3 separate regions of the Sus scrofa genome follow, and regions 1 and 2 are each linked to region 3. The links are chromatin contacts, called in public HiChIP or PLAC-seq and promoter capture Hi-C maps. All regions are on one chromosome and are shown on one strand. Each heading gives the region's core, a stretch centred on a gene start, on an enhancer-like site or on the middle of the called end of the contact. The rest is flanking DNA. Distances are from core to core; before and after follow the strand shown. Region 1 has its middle 110 kb from the start of WDR64. Region 2 holds the start of LOC110255736. Region 3 holds the start of DISP1 (protein dispatched homolog 1).

Region 1 (3,202 bases), core at 611-3,110, 200 kb before region 3:
GTTGCCGGGCCAGGGACCTGAAAGATCTGAGCCATGGGTGCAACCTCAGCTGCAGCTGCAGCAACACCAGATCCTTAACCACTGTGCCCAGCTGGGAATTGAACCTGTGTCCCAGCGCTCCCCAGACACCAGCGATCCACTGTGCCGCAGCAGGAACTCCTATTGCAATCAGAAGACAAAGCTCTACTGGGAACAGAATTGTCTGAGCCCCTCCCCCAGGAAGACCAGGCTTCCTCCTTTCCTTTAGTTTTCAAGCTAGAGGTGCTGAGGTCGGGATACCCCCAGGTCTGGGATTTAGACAGTCCCCCCTGACTGGGGAGAATGGATCCAGGACTGGAAACAGGAGACCAGTTAGGGGAACAGGAGGAAAGAGCCTCAGCCCTCGTCCACCCCTGCCCCACCTCGTCTCTCCTCATCCCCCCTCCTCCTCATCCTGGGATCTTTAGAATCACCCTGGGATCTTTTTCCTTTTTAGGGCCACACCCACGGCATATGGAAGTTTCCAGGCTAGAGGTCCAATCAGAGCTGCAGCCATTGGCCTACATCACAGCCATAGCAACGCCAGATCCGAGCCACATCTGCGACCTACACCACAGCTCATGGCACCAAACAGGTACCAAAATGTTGCGGCTCCTGCTGGTCCACGGATGCCTTTGGAGAACAAGGCACTAGGTTAAACTTGGAGCTGTGGGGGCCGGCCCTGTGCACAGCCCAGCTGGGGCCTCTCACACTCTGATGACCTTCTCATGAGACTGGGGGCGAGGTCACAGCCTGGCTCAGCACTGCGCCCCCCACAAGGTAGGGTTCAGTCACGCCCGTCTGAATATATGAAGTAATTCAAGGAACAGAATGCATTTCAATGTTTGAATCTTTTACTTTTTTCATTTTATGGCTGCACCCGCGGCATGTGGAAGTTCCTGGGTCAGGGGCTGAATCCAAGCCATAGCTGTGACCTACATGGCAGCTACAGCAATGCTGGATCCCTTAAGCCCCTGTGCCCATGCCTTCCGTGACCCGAGCTGCTGCAGTGGGGTTCTTAACACACTGCGCCACAGCAGGAACTCCGACAATGCATTTCAAAGGGCCCAAACCCAGAGTGTTTCAGATGCTCCCACCCCAAGTGGACCCAGATGCCTCTGGTTGGTTGGTGGCACCCAACATTTACTCCAGGGACTACCCAGAGCCCACCTGGCTGCCTGAACCATTGACTACATGGGGCCTGGAGCTTCAGGCTTAAACTCAGAGAGGCACGTCCTGCAGGCTGAAACTCACAGCAGCTGCGGCTGCCTGGCGCTCCCAAAGGAAGGGTGGGCCCAGCGCCTATGTCTCTGGGGGTGAGGAGAGGAGCCGGAAGGAGGAAAGGGCCGGACCGAGGCCGGGAGATAAGCCTCTAATGACGGCAGCATCTGATCTGCCTCTCCTTCCTGCAAATCCTCAGGCACAACAGTGTGAAATCTGAACAAGTGCGAATGCCTGGGGCCCCAGCTGTTTCTCATATCAAGGCCCAGTCCCAGCCTGTCATGGCAAAAAGCCCCCCCTACCTCCCCTCCCAACACCCCACCCCCAAGGATGCAGTGGTGAGATGCTGCTGGCTGTGGCCCAGCCCCTGCAGAGGGAGAGGAGGGTCGCCCCAGGCTGGCCTAGGCTCTGGCCTGGTCTCTATAGCCCGGCTGCCACTGAGGCTCTGGGTTGGCCCCCTGCTGCTGCCCGTTTCCCTCTCCACCGCCTCCTCCTGCTCCCAGGGACCCCCCGATCTGTCTTCCCACCCTTGTGAGTTTCACAGAGCCTCTGGGAGGCCAACCAGGCGGCTGGGGATGGACAGGGGCAGCTGCCTCCCTGGGAAGCGGGACCTGGGGAGACTCTGAGCTCTGAGACAGACCCTGGCCAGGTCAGGTGACGGCCCAGGAATTGCTGGGGACAGCGAAGCTGTGGGAAGTGCTTGGGAAACACCTGCTAGTCTCAGGTCAGGGGCTGGTGCTGTGAGGGCCGGGGGCCCATGGCCACGGCCTATGGTGGAACTCACTGTTTGAATGGGGCGGGGGTAAGGGAGCCACAGGGCAGGGCAGGGTGGCTTCCTGCTGCCCTTAAAGAGAGACCAGGTCCATCCAGCCTGCCAGGGCCTAGCTGTGTGCCTGACAGGCAGATAAGCTCAGTAGAGGTTTTTTAATTATTATTTTTTCCTTGCCTTTTATGGTTGCACCTTCCCAGGCTAGGGGTCGAATAGGAGCTGCAGCTGCCGGCCTACGCCATAGCCACAAGCTACAGCATTGCATGATTGGGTTGGCGACCTACGCCATAGCTCATGGCAATACTGGATCCTTAACCAGCTCAGCGAGGCCGGGGGTGGGGTGCAGGGGGGAGGGCGGGAGGGGCAGACGGCTGTGGCCCCTGAGTCAGTTGGGTGGCTCATCAACCCACTCTCCTGACCTGTGGGATCCCAGGCTCCAAGCATCTGCTTCTCACCAGGCTGCTGTGGTTCTGCTGAAGCCTGGGCCAGAGGGGCCACTGCGGCAGCACCAGCCACGTGGAGCCACTGAGGAGGAAATAAATTAAAACTCAAAATTCAGTTCCTCAATCATCAGAGCCATGGGTTTTTTTTTTCTTTGTTTTTCTTTTTTCTTTTTAGGGTCACAGCATATGAATTTCCAGGCTAGGGGTTGAATCAGAGCTGCAGCTGCCTGCCTACCCCACAGGCACAGCAACACGGGGTCCGATCGGCGCCATATCTGTGACCTGACTGCCCCTCATTCGTGTTCCTGCCTCACGGGGAAGCCATTGCTTCTGAATGATGAAGAACAAGCCTGTGTGTGTCCTGGAGGATGTCCACCTGGACCCAGGTCACACGTGGCCCAAGGAGGCGAGCAGCGCTCTTGCACTCACTGCCCAGAGCCAGGGATGGGCTTCAGGTGTCACTGTGAGGGGCCAGGGCTGCCAGGCCCTCTCCCTCTGCTCTGTCCCAGGAGTGGCCTGGCCTCCAGTCCATGGGACAAAGCCCGCGTCCAGCCCTTCTGACTGTGGGTCTGGAAAAGACGTGGAGCCGGGCCCATGTCGCTGGTCAATGTCAGGATACCCCGCCTTTCCAGTCACAAAGAAACGCCGAGCTCAGGAATTCCAGGGCCCGGGAGTCTTCCATCTCCTTCTCTCCACCTGCTCCGGCCCCAGATAAGGAAGCATCCCTCCTCCTCCCCCACCCCCACCTCCG
Region 2 (3,215 bases), core at 98-2,597, 210 kb after region 3:
AGTGGTGAGAGCTTGACCTTGGGCTGCGCAGTGGTCTTCTCCTCAAGAACCTTGTCCTCTGACCTGACCGGATGCCCCATGTCCGCTTCTGCAGCGAGACCAAAGCCCATGTTGCCAGGCTACCTGGCTGCCTGTTTGCCAGTCTGTAAACCCGCTTGGAAGTCCACTGTGTGTCCCTGTTTGTAAGTGCCCGTGACCTAAGGCAATAAATCAACACTTGCTCAAATGGACCCGGAGTGTTTGATCTCCTGGATGCTTGCCTGGTGGTAAGAAATGGGACGTGGAGTTCCCGCGTGGGGCAGGGGCTCGGCAGCGTCTCTGCGGGCCAGCACGCAGGTTCTGAGCCTGGCCAGGCACAGCAGGTTAAAGGATCCAGTTGCCCCAGCGGGGCCTAGGTCGCAGCTGCGACTGGGATTTGATCCCTGGCCCGGGAACTCCCTATGCCCAGGTGGCCGAAAAAGACAGAAAAGAAAAAAAAAAAAAAAATCTGCCGTGCTTCACCCAGTTTGCCTAAGAGCCATGTGTCACTCCCAAGCCTCATCTCAGGTCTAAGAGGGGGCTTGTAGTGATGCCTTTGGGGGAGAGCTCCTCTAAAATGGATGTCTCCTTCGCCCTCACTGAAGCGAGGGTATGAATAAAGGCAGGTCCTCTGGCGCCTACTGTTCTGCGGGGCAGAGAGCATAGCAAACATGACTACAGGTTGCATACCTATTATGTGCTAAGTTTATATCCACTCTCCAAAACCTCAAAACCTTGCTGCTTGCGTGTTGCCCCATCACTTCTGCTGCAGATCAGGGAAGTGAGGCCTGGCGAGGTTAGGCCACTTGCCCTGGACCACGGCAGCAAGGGAGCGGGGAATTGTTCAGCTGGACTTGAACCAACGCCCCTGTCAGCCTCTCTGGGGGCCCCCAGGGAGGGTGGTGGCTTTTAACCTGGTACTTGAGGAATGACAGAGCTAAGAGCTTCAACAAGTTCTCCAGATTCTGCAGAGTACCCGGAAGAATATAGGCAATTTGACTTAATGGAACAAAACCAAAAATGCCAGGGTTTTAGGATCCAGAGCTAAAATCTTGCAAGCCAAGAAATTGTCCCAGTCACATCATCCTCAAAAGAACCCAGATTAAGAAATACATTCTCTTGTTTTTTGTGGAGTTTGGGTTATGCTGGGGGAGATACTTGATTTCGTCTCAACAAGTGCCATGCTTACAGCTTGCCAGGCACAGTACAGGCTCTGGGAGACCCAAAGAGATGAAAGGCTTACCTGCTGTAAGCACTGTTAAGCATTAACTTGAACTCAAGGTCATGAGACTCGGGATCCTTGAACTTGCCCCATATGAGAGCTGCAAATGGGAGCCGCCCATTTAATTAAAATTTTTCTAGTAGCCAAAAAAAGGTAAAATTAATGCAATTACACAATTTATTTAATCCTGTATATTATGGTATTATTGTTTCAATATGTAATTGATTAAAAATTACTAATGGGATAGTTGACATTCTTTTTTTTTTTTTTTTGGTACTGAATTTTCTAAACCCAATGTGTATTTTATTTCAGCAAATCTCAATCTGGAATAGCCACATTTCAGGCACTCAATGGTTTCATGTGGCAGGGGGCTAGTTTATAGACAGTCCTTTATCAAAACATCCTGGGTGCGGACAATTTCTGTATTCAGAAAATGCTCTGGGGAATTCCCGTTGTGGCTCAGCGGAAACAAACCCAACTAGTAGCCATGAGGATGCGGGTTTGATCCCTGGCCTCTCTCGGTAGGTTAAGGATCCGTGGTTACCACCAGCTGTGGTGTAGGTAGCAGATGCAGCGCGGATCTTACATTGCTGTGTCGTGGGTCAGCAGCTGTAGCTCTGATTCGACCCCTCACCTGGGAACTCCCATATGCCACTCGTGGCCCTTAAAAAAAGAAACAGAAAAGAAAGGGCACTGGTGACTATAGTCACCCAGCATTCGGGAATTCAGGGTAAAAACTGCAAACCTTGGCTTCCCGCGCAGCCCGGGCCCGTTTATTTCGGGGAATCGCTCCCTCTTTCTCTCGTAGGGGGCAGGATGGTGGCGCCAAGCTGGGCTCTGAACGCCAAGCTGCCACGTGTCCTCGTCCAGGCCACGCGGGCCAATCTCTGGGCCCGGCAACAGGGTCTGGAGGCGCCCTCGCCGCGGGTCGGGCCAGCGAGAGCCGGGCTCCAGCGCCACCAGGCGGCCGCGCGGCGTCACTGCAGGCGCAGCCACGTCCCGCCCGCCCCGCGCACCCGCGCCGCGCGCCGCGCGCCGTCGAGGTCCCCGCGTCGCCGCCCTCTGCCTTTCGTAACTCGGCGCGGGGTCTGGGTTTGCAGGGCTTTGAAAACGAGCCCCCGGCGCCTTGCGCCCTCTCTTCCGGCGCTCTGGCCGCAGATTCGGGTAGCGCCGGCCACCGTGGACCATTTTTCTTTTTTTCCTGCTTCGCGGCGTTCCAGGATTTTCTCTTCCGGGTCGCTCTGAGGCACGGTAAGCATGTTCGTGATTTATATTTCAGGACTAAGTCCTGCCAGAAGTACCGTTTTTTAGAAATCACTGTTTCATTTTGGAATCCCTGGTGCGTATTTACGCGGGATGGTTTTTTAAAAAAAGCGGAAATGCAGATGAGGCCCCAGCGAGGATCGAACTCGCGACCCCTGGTTTACAAGACCAGTGCTCTAACCACTGAGCTATGGAGCCTGCTCACTACCTGGCGCGCTGTAATTCAAGGACATTGGAAGTAACATTGCTTTCCGGCAGTCTCAATTAACTGACCCTCGGCGTCCACTATCTCGGACAATTGTAAAGACAACGTAATAAGCAGAAAAAAAAGCCGAATCTCAAAATTGTATGTTTATGATTACCAAACACGAATTCATACCGACGATACATTATGCATACAGATAATTACTGAAAGGGAAAGTGCAAAAATGAAATACTGTTCTAATGGTGCATGAATGGTACCTTTACGTCTTAAAAAGTTCTCCAGTCTGTTGTTTGTATGACAAATTGTATCAAGTTTTGTACTTAGAGGGAAGTTATGGGGGAGTATCTTTGGTACCCGTAACTGAAATAAGTAATCGACTGAGGATGAATTAATTGATTCCACACATTTTTGAGTACGCACGTCCTACCCGATGGTAGAGGTACAGTGAGTAGGTAGCGCTCTGTTCCCTCTCCTGTGTAAACGATCCATCACTGCCTGAAGGAGAGG
Region 3 (3,362 bases), core at 813-3,312:
CCTTAAATATAGGCCATTTTGATTTGTCAATTATGCCTCAATAAAGCCAGGGAGAAAAGTGTTTATAAGCTAACAAGACACCAGGCCATCAATAAACACAAAATGTTTTTGCTTACCTGAATTAGTGCAAGTCAAACCACCAAATTAGATCTAAATCTGATACCCATACCAACAGTTTTAAAAAGAAAAAATGTTAACACGTGAAATATAAAACACTTGAAACAGGAGTTCCCATTGTGGCTCAGGGTAACAAACCAAACTAGCATCCATGAGGACTTGGGTTCAGTCCCTGGCCTTGCTCAGTGAGTAAGGATCCTGAGTTGCTGTGGCTGTGGTATAGGCCAGCAGCTGCAGCTCCAATTCGACCCCCAGCCTGGGAACTTCCATATGCCGTGGGAGTGTCCCTAAAAAGACAAAACAAACAAACAAATAAACACTTGAAACAAGCAAATGATTCAATCATCAGACATCACCCCCACCAATAACAAGTTAGGGCTCTTCCTAGCTACCTTGACCAGTTGTGATAAAAATCCAAATTTGCCATCTACCTAAAGCTAAAGGAGTCTTTGCAATTTCACAGAAGTGAGACACTATATGATGTAGATTAGAAAGTACATATTAATTGCCATCAATTAAACATTAATAAAACGTAGCAAATAAAGTTACTAATTACCTTTGACAATGATAAAAGCAAGCCTACATACTACATGATGTCCAATAAGGAAAACAAAATGCGCTAATGTATATATAACAACAGATCGTGGATTATCAATACTTTTTAAAAAACTGTCAAGGGCAAATATATATGTCCTCCTTATAGCAGAAATAAAAAATAACAGTAAATCCAAAATTACTAGTAACTGGTTGCACCCTAATCTAAAATTGCCCTCAAATACTAAACACAATAGGGTAACTTTTGGTAAAAATGTATCAGAAAGTCAGGCAGAAAAACAACGATCTGCAACTGCAAACGTGACGTCACTGATTTGCCATGTAATTATCACTGTAATTCCAAACGCATTTAGAAGTTCATTCCATGACAAAGAAAATAAGACAACCTAAACTCTGCAGGGCAGAGAAGATTCCAAAAAGAAAACTTTGCATGGCTTACTTGTATGAAGACAACTTTAAAGCACGATCTTGTTGACAAAGAAATGTAGCCTAAGTTGGACCTGGGTGAGAAAGAGTTCAAGTTTTCCCTGGGCATGTAACATTTTTCCCCGAAATCCGCACGGGTAAAAAATGAATAAATAATTTGTAAAACGCTCCCTTAAAGAGCCAGCATCAATTGCAAATGAAGCAAGACGAGTTCAGCATCCAAGAGGTGACTAGTCGTCTTTCGGATGCGTTAGGTCAGGACGTCCTTCTCCTCTAGGACCCTCGGAGAAGGACCCTCCCCTCCAGCCTCCCCTAGAAGCCGGCCTCGCAGACAACCTGCCAAGTCCCGGACACTCCCCAAGCGGGACCGCCTTCCTTCGAGATGCATCCCGCCCGGTGTCACCCGCCGCCCCCTCCCCTCCGGGGCCTCTTCGGCCTCAGGGTCCCGGGTGCCTCCCACCCCAGCCCCCTGCGGCTGCCCTCTGGGCTCCCCGGCCCCCGATCCTGGTCCCCTGCCTCAAACCTTGGGGTCCCGAGTCTCCCTCTGCCCGCGCGGGGAGTCCCGACTCTCCCGTGCCTACCCGGTCTCCCCGTCCCGCGGCGCGGGGCTGCGGCGGCGCCGAAAAGCATCCACCGCGAAGACCAGTGCCTGAGACTCTCCGGCTCCGATCCGGACCGGGAGCCGGCTTCCGCCTCGCACCGGAAGGCATTGGCGAGGGACCGGAAGTCCCGCCCCTCCCGCCGCCGGCCGGTGGGGCGCTGGGCTGTCGGCGCTGGAGCGCAGGGAGGGTTGGGGCCAGGGGGCTCGCAGGCAACCGGGCGGGAGCAGAAGGACTTCGAAGGGGCGGGTTTCCAGGTGTCCTTCTGCTGCTTCCCTTTTCAGCGGATCAGCCAACCTACCTGCAGCCGCTTGACCAGGGGTTTGCTCTGCTCCCAAGCCCTAGAGGGTCAGGATGACTCAGACACTGACCCTTGCCCTCGCAATCTAGTTGAGAGTTGACATAAATATAAACAGAGGTTAATCACAGCACAAGGCGGTATTGCTTCATACCTTAATCCAAATTTTTATCACCTGCTGTATATCATTCAGGAAACAACTAGGCTGTAAAGAGAAGAACGCCCCTATCTTACGGAGCTAGGGAGGCAATGAATCAGGCAGAGAGTAAATCAAACAGCGACCTGTCCCTTGGAAAGCATAGGCTAAGGACAGATATAGGGGCAAACAAGTGCAATGAAATCATCCAGCATTACAGGAACTATGGCCCTGCTGAAGGCAGTGGTGGGGTGTAGGGAGCTGGGCTGAGAAGAGACTCCAGAGATAATGGCTCTTCAGCTGAGACTGAATAAATGATGAATAAGAATTAAAGGTCAGATAAGGTGGGGAAGTGCAGGCAGAGGAGAAGGATGCCAGACAGTGGGAGTTTGGCTTGATCAGAGAGGGGGAGGAGGGTACAGTTAATTTAGCAAGGTCTGAGATCGCAGAGACAAGAGGAAGCTAGGAGAGGAGGCAAAGCCGGATCAGGAAGACTGTTGTGCATTATGCTAAGGAATTTGAACTTTAGACTCCATGCAGCAGGGAATCAATGCCTATCTCTAGGGCAACTGATGAAACACTGAGTTACGAGGTTGAAAAGGATGACTGACCTATTCACCAAAGAAAAGTAAGAACTTGAAAGATCATGGCTAGAACATTTTACTTGTGAGGGTGCATTCTCAACTGCCATGCTGAGATGTTAAGACAGTGGTTAGCTGCAGCAGCTATATAAAGTCAGGACCACTAGGGCCTGGACCCTTCAGGTTGCCGGTTGGGCACATCACCCCAACCGAGTTGCAAGCTGAAGCCACAGGGAACCATGGAATGAATGAAGACTGCATTCCCACTAGACTAATGAGGCTGTTTGCTGCCTCTATTTCCTTGCTTGCTAATACTGCCTAATAAATATCCTCTTGCACACCCAGCCCCATTTTTCCATTTTAAAAAGAAATGATACAAAAATTGTTCCTTCATTTCTTTTGCTTTTGCCAACAACAAACTATGTTGCACTACATGGAGGGAGGATGACAGTAAAAGGAAAGGAAGAATGGACATCACGTAGAAAGTCTATACTTAGAGGGCACAATGTCACCTCTGGACATGGCTTTTGGCTTTCTCCCAATGGGAAGGTTAGAAGTCCATTTGTGGTGCTACATGAAATAACCCAATCATGTAGCAGGTGTGTCTTTGAAAGAATGAGAATGTATACGTGTGGTGTGAGGTATGTGGG

The links. Promoter capture Hi-C pulls out the DNA fragments that hold promoters and counts their contacts. HiChIP or PLAC-seq counts read pairs in DNA pulled down with a chosen protein or histone mark.
Region 1: an H3K27ac HiChIP or PLAC-seq map of skeletal muscle shows a contact between it and region 3. The contact joins the enhancer-like site here to the promoter of DISP1 in region 3. A contact is called at or near these places in 1 of 5 promoter capture datasets (fetal liver), 6 of 47 Hi-C or Micro-C datasets (adipose tissue, mesenteric adipose tissue, omental adipose tissue and 2 more) and 2 of 2 datasets of contacts at active chromatin or transcription factors (alveolar macrophages and skeletal muscle).
Region 2: a promoter capture Hi-C map of liver shows a contact between it and region 3, with 4 times the contacts expected there. The contact joins the promoter of LOC110255736 here to the promoter of DISP1 in region 3. A contact is called at or near these places in 2 of 5 promoter capture datasets (fetal liver and liver) and 1 of 47 Hi-C or Micro-C datasets (liver).

The regions. Positions count from the first base shown.
Region 1 is chr10:11,722,184-11,725,385 of Sscrofa11.1, reverse strand. No RefSeq gene overlaps it. Among named protein-coding and RNA genes, the nearest start is that of WDR64, 110 kb to the left of the region's middle. Within about 2 kb of position 1,860, at least 8 of the 83 cell types and tissues checked have an H3K27ac peak or open chromatin away from gene starts, as enhancers often do. A contact at or near this core is called in skeletal muscle, where this site is marked.
Region 2 is chr10:11,312,862-11,316,076 of Sscrofa11.1, reverse strand. LOC110255736 reads left to right here and starts at 1,347. Exons shown (of 7, transcript XM_021065090.1): 1 at 1,347-1,393; 2 at 2,049-2,491. The coding sequence starts at 1,347. HHIPL2 (HHIP-like protein 2) reads left to right here. Exons shown (of 10, transcript XR_002336124.1): 10 at 1-230. It overlaps TRNAT-UGU (a tRNA gene), which reads right to left and starts at 2,701; the gene lies at 2,629-2,701.
Region 3 is chr10:11,525,053-11,528,414 of Sscrofa11.1, reverse strand. DISP1 (protein dispatched homolog 1) reads right to left here and starts at 2,062. Exons shown (of 8, transcript XM_021064356.1): 1 at 1,999-2,062.